Linked DNA regions of Rattus norvegicus: region 1 is linked to region 2. Evidence: chromatin contacts called from public Hi-C data. All regions are on one chromosome and are shown on one strand. Each heading gives the region's core, a stretch centred on a gene start, on an enhancer-like site or on the middle of the called end of the contact. The rest is flanking DNA. Distances are from core to core; before and after follow the strand shown. Region 1 holds the start of Cpsf4l2 (cleavage and polyadenylation specific factor 4 like 2). Region 2 holds the start of Cpsf4 (cleavage and polyadenylation specific factor 4).

What was found. Hi-C and Micro-C count contacts between places; a contact is called where the count stands out from the background.
Region 1: a contact with region 2 is called in a Hi-C map of kidney, with 19 times the contacts expected there. The contact joins the promoter of Cpsf4l2 here to the promoter of Cpsf4 in region 2. A contact is called at or near these places in 2 of 12 Hi-C or Micro-C datasets (kidney and mammary epithelial cells).

What each region holds. Positions count from the first base shown.
Region 1 is chr12:15,323,755-15,330,260 of GRCr8, forward strand. It overlaps Cpsf4l2 (cleavage and polyadenylation specific factor 4 like 2), which reads left to right and starts at 1,693. Exons shown (of 2, transcript XM_002727934.7): 1 at 1,693-1,885; 2 at 2,027-3,460. The coding sequence starts at 1,728. The coding sequence ends at 2,600.
Region 2 is chr12:14,556,410-14,563,414 of GRCr8, forward strand. Cpsf4 (cleavage and polyadenylation specific factor 4) reads right to left here and starts at 2,941. Exons shown (of 8, transcript NM_001401116.1): 1 at 2,697-2,941. The coding sequence starts at 2,799. The region is part of intron 1 of Hint1l2 (histidine triad nucleotide binding protein 1 like 2); the gene reads right to left. It overlaps Ptcd1 (pentatricopeptide repeat domain 1), which reads left to right and starts at 3,064. Exons shown (of 9, transcript NM_001401119.1): 1 at 3,064-3,131; 2 at 5,155-5,600. The coding sequence starts at 5,181.

The sequences.
Region 1 (6,506 bases), core at 443-2,942, 770 kb after region 2:
CTAATCGGTAAGTCCCAGGTCTCAGCAAGAGGACAGCCAAAGGTTGCCTCCGCATAGATGTGTTCACACGCGCGCGCGCACGCGCACACACGCACACACACACACATGCACACACACGCACACACACATGTGCACCCACATATACACACGTGCACACACACATGTGCACCCACATGCACACACACGTGCACCCACATACACACACATGCACCCACATACACACACATGCACCCACATACACACACGCACACACATGCACACACACATGTGCATCCACCTATACACACACATGCACTCACATGCAAACACACATATGTGAATATTCAAAAACACACACAAATACCAGTAGCAACAACCAAACGAATCAGAGCAAGGGAAGGGTTAGCCAGTGAGGAGGGGTCAGATAAAAGAGCGGGACAAATGAGGCAAGGGAGGGGGCTGACTGCGATATTGTTTATAGACCACGGCCAGACCATACAGGATGACCATGGGAAGAGCTAGCTCAGTCAGTCGACTGTAGAAAGGTCATTGGCTATGTGGCCACCAGGTGCTAAGAAGCCAGGAGTAAAACAGCCCGTCCAGTTCAACAGCAAGACTTGGGGAAACAGCCAGGCACGAAATGCAAGGGATTAAATACAACAGCTCTGGTCAGAGATCACCCAAAACGACCACCAGTATGGCTCAGAATGCAGGTTTGGTTTGGTGTTTGTTGTTTTATCTTGTTTGAGACAGGGTTTCATGTTTGGCTTTAAACTCTTTACATGGCCAAGGTTGCCCTTAAACACCGGGCTCTCCTGCCTCCTGCCTCCTGCCTCCTGCCTCCTGCCTCCTGCCTCCTGCCTCCTGCCTCCTGCCTCCTGCCTCCTGCCTCCTGCCTCCTGCCTCCTGCCTCCTGCCTCCTGCCTCCTGCCTCCTGCCTCCTGCCTCCTGCCTCCTGCCTCCTGCCTCCACACGCGGTGCCGAGACTGCAGGCTTACACACCCAATTTAACATCACCAGGGATCAGGCCCAGGGGCCCACATATGCTGAGGAAGAAACCCTATCAACAAACTGCATGCCCAGCCTATGGTTGGTGTGTTGTTGATTTATAATGTCTATATATTTGGGTGTGTCTTTGTGACTGTTTGTCACACGTGTGTTGTATTCTCTAAGACCAGAAGAGGTTGTCAGATCCTATGGGACCAAAGTTACAGGTTGCTATGAGTCACCTGGCCTAGGGGCTAGGTGCTAGGAGCTGAACTTGGGTCCTCTGGAAGAGCAGTCAGTGCTCTTAACCACTGAGCCATCTCTCCAGCCCCAGCTTAGAATGAGAAAAGACAATGATGTCTTAGAAAAACCTACGGAAATCAGGGAAGATTCTCGGTCCCACCAAAGACTGTGCAGAATGTGGGGTATAATAGAAAGGAGGGACCTGTCACGTCACAGTATGAGGACCTCACTGGGAGGCTGGCTTTGAAATCTGTAGTGATAACAGTCAAGTGGATGATGTTGAAGATGACCTAGACTAGGTAAGCTATGTTGAGTCCTACTGGGAATGGAAGGAGGACCCACAGTGCAGCACCCTGGTCCTTTTGCGGGATGGGAGTGGGAGGGATTTAACAAGTGTCAGTGACCTCGCGGGGAGGCAGCGGGGGCGGCAAGCGAGAAGGGGACCAGGAGAGGTAGTGTGAAGCACGGAGAGCGGCTGAGAGACCTGAGGGGGAGCTGGGCCCGAGGCCGCCGCCGCCATGCAGGAAATAATCGCCAGCGTGGATCACATCAAGTTCGACTTGGCAATCGCCGTGGAGCAGCAGCTCGGGGCGCAGCCGCTGCCCTTCCCCGGCATGGATAAGTCGGGGACTGCTGTCTGTGAATTCTTTTTGAAAGCGGCCTGTGGCAAAGTGCAGTTACTTGGTGAAGCAGTAGACCTTGGAGGTGGGCCAGGCACCTTGACTTCATGGTTTCTGGTCAGGACGTCATTCCCTCATTGGGTCCTGGTCTCATTCCCATGTTTGCTCAGCTCTTCTGCCCTCTGACTATTAGGGAGCATGTGCCCATTCCGCCACATTAGTGGTGAGAAGACAGTTGTGTGCAAACACTGGCTGAGAGGACTGTGCAAGAAAGGGGACCAGTGTGAGTTCTTGCACGAATACGACATGACCAAGATGCCAGAGTGCTACTTTTACTCCAAGTTCGGGGAGTGCAGCAACAAGGAGTGCCCCTTCCTGCACATCGACCCTGAATCCAAGATAAAGGACTGCCCTTGGTATGACCGTGGCTTCTGTAAGCATGGTCCCCTTTGCAGGCATCGGCGAACCCGGAGAGTCATTTGTGTGAACTACCTTGTTGGATTCTGCCCTGAGGGACCATCATGTAAATTCATGCACCCTCGATTTGAACTGCCCATGGGAACCACTGAGCAACCCCCACTACCACAGCAGACACAGCCTCCAACAAAGAGAGCCCCGCAGGTCATTGGGGTCATGCAGAGTCAAAACAGCAGTGCAGGCAACCGGGGACCCCGGCCGCTGGAGCAAGTCACTTGCTACAAGTGTGGTGAAAAAGGACACTACGCCAACAGATGCACCAAAGGGCACTTGGCCTTTCTCAGTGGACAGTGACAGCAGCAACAGCAGCAGCTGGCATCACTGTGGAGCAGCCTGAGGGCCCGCTGTTGGGAGCATGCACTTAGCTGCTGAATGTAGGACTGGCAGGACTCCGGCTGGAGCTGCAGGCATACCTGTCAGGGCTCACTCCGAGGGCCATGTCTGTCCTTTGGTTTTGCTATAATTTTTTAAAAGAAGGACCATGTGCTTCAGGTGGGTCCCCTGAGCCAGAGTTTGCCTGGACATCAGTGCCTCGTTTTTTATTTTATGAGTTATTTTTCTGGACTTCCTGCACAGTGCCCTGTTGGGGAGAGAGAAGCTGGGAGGCCTATGCATGGTCCTGGGTGGAAGACAGCTGGCCATTCCCCTCAGGGCCTCATTGAAACACCAGCACCTAAAGAGGATGGGTGGGTCATGTGGGGCTGTGGCCGGGTCAGCCTGCTTTCTCCATGTCCTGCTGACGTCTGAAGCTGTGCCTATGAATGTGGTTTGAACAAGGGAGCCCTTCCTGACAAACGTAGAGCACCCTCTGCCTGGCCTGGCCCTCACTGTGGGAGAGGCGCCAGGCTCCCCAGGCTGAGCTGCTTTTCTGGGCTTGCTTGTGGGGCACCTATGTGACAGTGCTTCATTCAAGTGCCCCTTTGGCCAGTGCTGGAGACCACCTTTAAATAGCTGACCCAGTTGATCTGCGCCTACCTCCTGCCCAGCAAGCTCCATGCTGCCACTCAGACACCTGTGGCATGCAGAGGCCGCCCATCCTTGAGCCTAGAAAATGTGAACCCATCACCTGCAACCTGCTGGGCAAGTGGGCCTATCCAAGTTCAGTTATGAGAATACTTTGATTAAAAAGCTTGTTTAAAAAAAAAAAAAAAAAACAAGTGTCAGTGAGCCATGGTGGGAACAGCATTGGGAGACCTCGACCTCGGAGAGTGAGAGAGTCATTGTAACCATTTGAACAGCATGGGAGCATGGGGGAACTGTGGAGCCACTGCTCCCCCTGGTGGTCCAAGTATGACATGACAGGTAAAAATTCTGTCTGCATTCCCCTGCCTAACAACCCAAGCCAGGGTGCCCTCTGCCTCTGACTTCACAGCATTAGTTCCAAGAACACTCTTAACCCATAGTTGTGACCAGTGGAGAAAGCCCAACCCACAAGTGTATTGTGAAGATGACCCAGGCGTAGAGTGTCACGCCTGTCATCTCAGCGCTTGAGAGGTGTCAGGCGGACCAGGAGTCCATCGCCAGCCTCTGCTAGATGATGTCTGAGGCCTGTCCCGGCTACATGAGACCTTGTTTCAAACAAAATAAAACATAAAGAACACAGAGACTTTGGGAATGGCTCGGTCAATACTTGCTTAACGTGAAAGCAAGAGGACTTGAGTTCAATACACAAAACCACATTAAAAACAACAAACCCAAAACAAACCAAAACAACAACAACAACAATAAAGAAAACAGTTTAGACCAGAGAATTGCCTTAGTAAAGCATCCATATATGAAGACTTCCAGGATCACGTAAAAAACTAGGCGGGCTTGGAGACTGTCTATAAGCCCAGCACTCAGAAGGTGAAGGCAGGAGGATCCCTGAAGTTCACTGATCTGTCAGCCTGGCCTGACCCATGGTCTCCAGGTTCACTGAGACATCATCTCAAAAATAAGGTGAAGCCTGGCTGATGAACTCACACACATGCATGCATGGGCATGCAAGTGCACACTCTCTCTCTAGGGCCTAGGTGCTAGGAGCTGAACTTGGGTCCTCTGGAAGAGCAGTCAGTGCTCTTAACCACTGAGCCATCCCTCCAGCCCCAGCTTAGAATGAGAAAATTCTCATTCTCTCTCTCTCTCTCTCTCTCTCTCTCTCTCTCTCTCTCTCTCTCTCTCTCTCACACACACACACACACACACACACACACATACACATACACACATGTATGGGGATGCAAGTGCACACTCTCTCACACACAAGCACATGCATGTGTAGATATGCACATGCACGTACACTGTCTCATACACACACACGCATGTATGCAGGAGCATGCAAGTGCACTCTCTCTCTCACACACACACACATACATGCATGCATGCATGAGCATGCAGGTGCACACTCTCTCACATACACAAACACATGTATGGGGATGCAAGTGTACACTCACACACAAGCACATGCATGTGTAGGTATGCACATGCACATACACTGTCTCATACACACACATGCATGCAAGCAGGAGCATGCAAGTGCACACTCTCTCACACACACACATGCATGTGTGGGTTGTGCATGCACACACACACACATGTGTAGGTACGTGTATGCACACTCTCCTACACACACACATACATGTGTGGGCATGCACACACACTGTCACACACACAGACACACAGTCCCCCACACACAAGTTTTAAGTATTTATGAATTGATTATGACATGCATTAAGAAAAGAGCAAACCTGTGAACTCATGTTTATCATATGTGATTTAAACCACCTCCTCTGAAAGACAATTTAAGCTTAAACAAGAAATTGATTTAAACATCCAATATTGACAGATTAATAAAACAGGCTCAGAGGGATGTGGTAAAGTCAAGATGTATGAGCCCGTCTGAGGTCTGAGAAACCTGTTTCCAGGAATTCCGGAAACAGCTGTGGAGATTCTAAGACTGTGAGTCTAAACAGGAAACAGCTGTGGAGAGTCTAAGATTGTGAGTCTAAACAGGAAACCGTGAGCCAGGGAGGTGGCTCAGCAGGTAAGGGCACTCATGGCCAAGCCCGATGACCTGAATTTAATCCTGGGAAACTACCTGGTAGAAAAACAATGGACTCTCACAAGTTGTCCTCTGACCTCAAGGCACATATTGTACACACTCATGTGCACACACACCATAAATAAAAAATCCAAATAGGAAACTCACACTCTTTTCTTATAAGCCTTAAATGGTTATTCCAGGACATAAAAGCAATATTTTGCACTTTCTTGCTTTGTGACTTACTTTGCATATTCTTCTCAGTGCCCTACTCTGTAGGGTACCTAATTCCTTTAAAATGTGAGAATTTATATAAGCAATGCATTTTGGAATGTGATTTTTTAGAATGTTTTGGGACTAATGTTCTTCCTCCTAGAGGGACTTATCCTCAATTTTATAATGAAAGTCAGTTGGAATATGAGATTCAGCCTATATAAAATTACCTTTGAGGCAGATTTTCGATATCTTTTTATTTATAAATGAGTTCCGTTGTTATTAAAAAGCAGTTTTATTCAATTATGTTTCTTTCTTTTCCGTCCTGCCTCATTCCATGTAGATTTGAGGCACGTTAAAACAAGGGTACCTATGATAGAAATAAAATTGAAAAATGAAAACTTTAGTTGCTAAAAGTTAGAAGCTACATCAGGCTTGGGTATCGTGACTCTGGGGTCCCAACGACTGGGAAGCAGATACAGGGAGATCATGAGTTCGGGGTCATAGTTGATGAGTTTAAAGCCAACCTGGGCTGTGTGAAACCCATCTCAAAATAAAAGTTGTTCTTGTTGGAGTGAAGAAAAGTAAATCAAACACACAAACTGAGTAACTAAGTTTCCAGCGTAGGTCTGAGCTCCCTAGCAACCGAAGAGAAAAGAAATACATGATCTTCACATATTTTTAAGGTTTATTTTTATGTGTATCTGTGTGTGCATTGCACCATGTATGCTTTGCAGAGACCAGAATTGTCAGAGTCCCTGGAACAGAGTGATTGACACTGCCTGACTTCGGTGCTGGGAACCGAACCCTCATCTCCTGCATGAGTGGCAGGTGCTTCGCCTACTGAGCTACCTCTCTAGCCCCTCTTTATGGACGTCTTTAGAAAGATTTGCTTTCATTCGTGTACTTGTATGTGTCTGTGTCCAAATGTGTGTGGAGGGCGTGGTGGTTTGCATAAGATCAGTCCC
Region 2 (7,005 bases), core at 1,691-4,190:
GAATTTGCTTTGTAGACCAGCCTGGCCTCAATTTCAGAGTCTGCCTGCCCCTCCCTCCTGAGTGATGGGTTTAAAGGCACGAGCCACCACCAAGTGGCTGAAATGACATTTCTTTTTTTTTCTTTTCTTTTCTTTTTTTGGAGCTGGGGACCGAACCCAGGACTTTGCGCTTGCTAGGCAAGCGCTCTACCACTGAGCTAAATCCCCAACCCCTGAAATGACATTTCTTAAACTCACTCATGTACCTCCTCTCGCTAACTTCCAAGAAATTCAGTGGCTTCACAGAAGCAGGCGGGTTTTGCGAGGCCAGAGTTAAAGTGGAAGAATACAGAGAAGGGCATGATGGTGGACACTGGTGGATCCCAGTACCTGGGAGAAGAAAACCGAGGCAGGAAGATTTCAAGTTCAAGAAAAGCTACAGGGTATATTCTAGGCCAGCTGTGGTTATATAGCCATAAAAATAAGTAAAACAAAGGCTGGTGATGTAGTTCAGTTGGTGGAGTGCTTGACAAGTGTCTTAGTTAGAGTTGTACTTCCTGCAACAAAGCACCACGATCAAAAAGCACATTGTTCATGACCAAAGGAAGTCAGGACGGGAACTCACACAGGGCAGGAACCTGGAGGCGGGAGCTGATGCAGAGGCCATGGAGGGGTGCTGCTTCCCCTGACTCGCTCAACCCAGGGATGGCACCATCCTCAGTGGGCTGGGTCACTAAGTGAGAAAATGCCTTACAGCTGGATCTCATGGAGGCATTTCCTCAAGGGAGGTGCCTCTCTGATGACTCTAGCTTGTGTCAAGTTGACACACAAAACCAGTCTGTACCACACATATTCACAAAGCTATGGGTTCGGTCGCCTGCACTATATACGCTGGAAGTGGAGGTGTAAGTAATTTTGACACTTGGGAAACAGAGAAAAGGAGAAGCAGGAGGTCAAGCATCCTTGGCTACATAAGGAATTCCAGGCCAGCCTGGATGATCTGAAACGGTCTCAAAAGCAGAAAAAAACAAGACAAAGAAACATAATCTAATAGTTGTGATCTTTCTTTCTATTTAGAAGTTAAGTTAAGTTAAGTCTTGCTTCCTTTTTGAAAGTCAGAAATCCCAGTCACAGGGATTGGGAGGATGGATAAGAACACATCCTCAAGGCAAAATTTACATTTTTCAAAGAGCATCACAAGAGGTTCTGGAGCCTTGCTGGGCTTTGACATACCCAACACACCACGAACAAGAAGTGAGCGCCGAGGGCACCTACCAAGTCTCGAATTGAGCTTGAGAGACATCCATGCTCATCCCTGGCTCTCCAAGGGAGACTCTGGCTACTCTGTGGGTTCTTTCAACTTCTACCCTTCTCCACCCCTCTTCTTCCACCCTTTCAACCCCCTAAAACTAGACAGGAGAGAAAAAAAGGGGTGGAGGAGGAAAGGTGGGGGGGGGATGCCATTGTTAGACTGATTCCTGCTGATTAGGGGGCATTGAGTTCCTTGGGGCAAGTTTGATCTTTGCTGTCAGAACATCTGATTTCTTGTTTCTCCTCTTGTACATTTAACAGTCCACAACCAACCAACAACCCATACTCTTGGGGTCCTAGCATTTATATGCCCTCTTACAGAGTCCCCAGAATTCCAAATGTCACACAATCACAAAAAACTACCTGCCACTGGCTGCATCACACCCCTGCTAGAGCACAAAGCAAACCAGAGTCAGCAGCCCCAGATCTCACACCTGGAATTAAAATAAACGTATTTCGGGGTTGGGGATTTAGCTCAGTGGTAGAGGGTAGGTAGGTAGCTCAGGGCCTGGGTTCGGTCCCCAGCTCCGAAAAAAAGAAAAAAGAAAAAAATAATAATAAACGTATTTCTATTTCTGTGTTTTGTTTTGTTTTGTTTTTAAAGAAACCAAAATTCTCACTACCTGTGCGCACCTGCCTCCACAGGTCTGTGGATCTGTGGTGTCCAGTGGGAGTTAAAGAGCCACCCTCCACAAATGTTCCATGGTCTCAAGGCAGGACCATCAAATCGAGTAAAAGCCTAGTGCTAAAGAGTAGACATATGTGCAAGGACGACCTGACCAAAGAGCTCAATTATGTCTGAATTGAAGCGGCTCCCCAAAACGTTAGATATACCCCAACCAGATGGGAAAACCATCACGTGAAGGACAGTAAAGGTAACTCGGTCTAAGAGTTCCCCAGGGGCTTGTGTTGGGGCGGGTGACTCGGAGGTAGTGTAGGAAGAAAAATGGACAATTCCAGGACAAGGAAGGATTTCCCAGGAGTTAGACTCAGGCAAGCCTGGAATATGAGGGTCTACTTGGAGTCCTCGACAGTGAGAGACCCTCATACTCTTCTAACGCCTAGGTCTGTCTAAAGTGGAAAGGAGCACTCTAAGAGGTGGAAATGGGGGACATTCTAAGACTTTGCTGAAGTTGGAGCAGGGTGGGAGAAGGGAGTTCCACTTCAGGATAACACGCGTTCACTGAAGAATTACGCGAACAACCGACACAGTCCTGCAGTCCCGAGGATTGCCACGGAGCAGTCCCAGGATCCAAGGAAAGGTCTCCCGAGTTCAAGTGCCGGGAAGTACCAGGACGGAAGCGGAGGAACTAGTGAGGGGCCCAGGGCCCGGGGTCCACGGCTCAGGGCCGGAATAGCCTCTGTTCAGAATCAAGAGTCGCCCACCCGCCGGGCCCCACACTCACTATCCATGCCGGGGAAGGGCAGCGGCTGCGCCCCGAGCTGCTGCTCCACGGCGATTTCCAAGTCGAACTTGATGTGATCCACGCTGGCGATTATTTCCTGCATGGCGGCGGCGGCGGCCTCGGGCCCAGCTCCCCCTCAGGTCTCTCAGCCACTCTCCGCGCTTCACACTACCTCTCCCTGTCCCCTTCTCGCTTGCCGCCGCCGCCGCCGCCGCCGCCGCCGCCGCCTCCCCGCGAGGAATGCCGGGAGCGCCTGAGCCCGCGCCGGCCCTTTTCCCCCATCCAGACTCAGCCAATCATGTGCAGAGTCCTGCCACTCCTTCAGGCCTGGCTAGCCGCTGACTGGTCGCCTGTTTCTCTCGGTTCCGATTCAGACAGAACATGAGGCGGCGACGCAAGTGCGCCTGCGCGGGACCTTCCTCTTGCGTGCTGAGGGTAAGAACGGCGTCTCTAAGGCCGCTGTCTGTCTACTCTGAGGTGGTCTCACTGCTTAGAACGCTCAGAGTGAGTGTCTGTCTGTTCAGCACTCAAAGGAATCCCGGAAGCCGGGCCGAAATTGGACTTGAGGGACTTTGTCCTAGCTCGGGCGTCAGATGGGAAAATGTAGGCTCTGAAGGCCTGGGGAGAGGAAGCAAGGGGCGACCCTAGGGTCCCAGGTCTCTCTGTGGGTGTATCTCTAATGCAAACGTTTAAAAGACGGTTAAGAGTGTGGCTCAGTTGGTAAAGTGCTTGGGTTCGAGCCCCAGCACCACATAAACCGGTAGTGTTAGTACATGTAATCCCAGTAAGTAGCAAGTGAAGGCAGGAGGATCAGAAGTTCGAGGCCAACCTGCATTACCTGACAGAACGAGTCAACCTAGTAGAGCTAAGCTTTAAAATACCTTCATACCTACTTGCCCTGGTTTTATGTTTTTTTTTTTTTTTTTATTGAAGGGATTCAAATTAAGCAGGCTGAACTCTCGCCCAGCCCAGCCCAGCCTAATAAAATTAGAATGCTAGGAGGGGAGGCTACAGCTCTGTGAGAGAGAGCGCTTATATCCACTCATCCCTGGATGTGAAGTCCAACACAACCTGATTCGTAACCATGCCAACAAACACAAAAACCAAGTGGTGCTTGCTTGCGGTCTTGGCACAAGTGAGGCTAAGATGAGTTTGAGGCTAACCAAGGCTACCTAGGTGGGACCCTGTCTCAAAAGGGTGAGCTTGGGGCTGGGGATTTAGCTCAGTGGTAGAGCGCTTACCTAGGAAGCGCAAGGCCCTGGGTTCGGTCCCCAGCTCCGGAAAAAAAAAAGAACCAAAAAAAAAAAAAAAAAAAAAAAAGGGTGAGCTAGGGGTGTTTCTCAGCAGTGATGCTCTAAATTCAACCTCCGGTATCACGAAAAAGAAAAAACAAAACCACAAGCTCACATATAATTTTCTGGCTTGTTTGTCTGTTTCTTTCCTTCTTTCTATTTTGGAAACAATATCTCTGTTGTAGCCCTGGCTGGCCTGGAAAGCACATTATGATGTAGACCAGGCTGGTTTCCAACTTCTGTCTGCCTGTCACAGCCTCTGAGTGCTGGGACTTAAGTGTACACCACCACAAGTTGTAAGAAACACATTTCAATACTGAGGGATTGAACCTAGGAACCTAGTGCATGCTAGAGAAGTATTCTACCACAGAGCGACATACGCCCTGATTCCCCTTTGTGCATTTGTAGTCCTTCTGCCTCGGGTTGCTGAGTATCGGGAATTTCAGGCCTGACTAAGGCTTTCTCTTTTGTTATTTGCTGGATTGTTTAGTTTTGGGTTTGTTGTTCTGTTTGTTTGGTTGGTTGGTTGGTTTTGTTGAGACAGGGTCTCACATACCTTGGTTTTATTTGTAGCGGAGGCTAACATTGAGTTCCCGTACATCTTTTTTATTTAAACACATTTATCTAAATATCTATGTGTGTGTTTATGGGCCTTCCACAGCACACGTGTGTGCAGATCAGGGAACAGCTTCTGCTACAAGTTCTCCCAAGTTGGTTCAGGAATGAAACTCAGGTCACCGAGCTCTGCAGCAAACACCTTTATCTGCTGAGACACTCTTGGGCCTTTGTTGCTGTTGAGACTGGAGATCTCTGGGTAACCCTGACTAGCTTGGACTCACTGTGTAGATCAGGCTGATGTTGAACTCGTAGAGATCCCACTGCCTCTGTCTCCCTGGTATAGGGGCTAAAGGTGTGGCCCATCACGTCTTAATCTTATTTTTCTTTTGAGACAATCTCATGAAGCCCAGGCTGGCTTTGAAGTCAATACTGTAGCTGAGGATGACCCCAAATTTCTGACTCTTCTCCCACCTATGTGCTGAGTTCAGCCCATCTCCCACTCCCCACCGTGATCCAGAGCCAGGGCTTTCTAGCTCAGAGCCCACCCTTGTGACTACACTTTCTGACTTTTCATGGAGGCTGATTCAGTTTATTTTTCTTGATTCCAGGCTGCAGTGGCCCAAGGTAGCCAGGGATGGACCTCCTAAGACTCTCCCGGCTCTTTTCTGGCCCCCACCCCATAGGACTGTCTGTCCTTCAACGCCTGGATCTTCTCCGATCTACCCAATGGACAGGAGGCAGGGAGGGACCTGCATGGCTGAGGGCTGCCTCCTGCAGTTCTTCCTCCCACCAGAAGAGAATGAGCAGCCTCTGCTCTGACTCCAGTACTCCTGTGGCGCCTCAGGAGGAGGAAGAAGAAGAGAGCTTTGGGACCCTCTCTGAGAAATTCTCCTCCCGGAGAATATTCCACAAATCAACAGCCCAGCTCTATAACCTGAAACTCAAGGAGCAAGGTGTTGAGGAGGAAGAACTGGAGCCCAGACTACGGCAGGGCGGGAGGAACACTCCATACTGGTACTTCCTTCAGTGCAAACGTCTGCTCAAGGAAGGAAAGGTCTGAGATGTAATGGGACTTACCTTGTGTCCCCGGCCCTTTAAGAACTGCTTGACTCTGCGACCTTTAGTGTTGGATGCCTATGGGATTTCTGGGAATAGGATAGAGGATATATATATATACACATACATATATATACATACACACATATGTATATATGCTGTCGGGGGGCGGGGGGGCTAGCAGAGTGAGAAGAGAAGCCAGTGAAGGCGTTGTTAGAAGGCAGCTGAGCCAGGAGGAGCTGAGCTGAGCAGATAGGCTAGAACAGTTGTTATAGTTTGGAGCTGCTAGTGTTGGGAAATCTGGGAAGGGGTTGTTAAAGCAGGCTGTTGGGGAACAAAGGGAGGAAGAGTGGGGAGAGACGTTTGAAGGGGCTGGGCTGGGAACTGGGAGGAGGACAGGCAGGGAGTTAAGAGAACTGGTTACTGTCCTATAATAGGCATGTCACGTGAGAACCGTGGGGTCTTCCTTCTCTGGGTTGGCATTTTATGTGGGGCGCATGGCCCTTCAGCTGTTGGGGTGTTCAGTGCTCGGCCCTTGGGTCTCTGTTACTGCTGTTTATGTGGACACGTGCGTGTGTGAGCCATGGTGCACGTGTGGAAGCCAGAGGACGATGGGTAGAGCTGCTTTTTCCTTTCCACCTTTATGGGGGGCCCAGGGATCAGACTCTGGTCAATAACACTGCAAGTGCCTTTATCTGCTGACCCATATTGCTAGCCCCTTACCTATCTTTAACCCACTCCATGGTGGTAACCCCATGAGTTTTCCTGTCCATGCCACATTTCTTTGAGTCATGATTTATTCTTCTCTTAACAATTTGGCCTTTAAACTGTTGTGAGCTCTAACTAATTTTCATTCCTTCAAGGCTGTCTTGCTGTTGCTGAATAGCCCTGGCTGATTGGTACTTATTATGTAGCTCAGGATAGCCTAAAACATATAATCCTCCTGTCTCACCTTCTTGAGCACAGGGATGGCCTATACCTAGCTTACTTTATTATTTTATGCCTTTCTCACAATCTTAACTGGGTAGCCCCGGCTAAACTGGAACTCACACTATGTAGACCAGGCTGGCCAGGAGCTCACAGAACGGCCACTGACTCACAAATACTGGGACTTCAGACATGTAGTAGGACATCTAGCTTATTTTATTTGTTTGGTTTTATTATTTTTTGGTATAGGATTTCTCTCTCTGTCTCTTTGCATTCCTGGCTGTCCTAGAATTCACTATAGAGGCTCAGCTGGCCTTGAACTCAGAGATCTACCTGCCTCTGCTGGGATTAAAGGCATAAACTACAATACCTGATTTATTTGTTATTTTTAATTTTTAAAACACTTTATAAACTTTGTTTTTGTGGGCTTTTGTTTTGTTTTGTTTTGTTTTGGTTTTTTTGATAGGGTTTCTCTG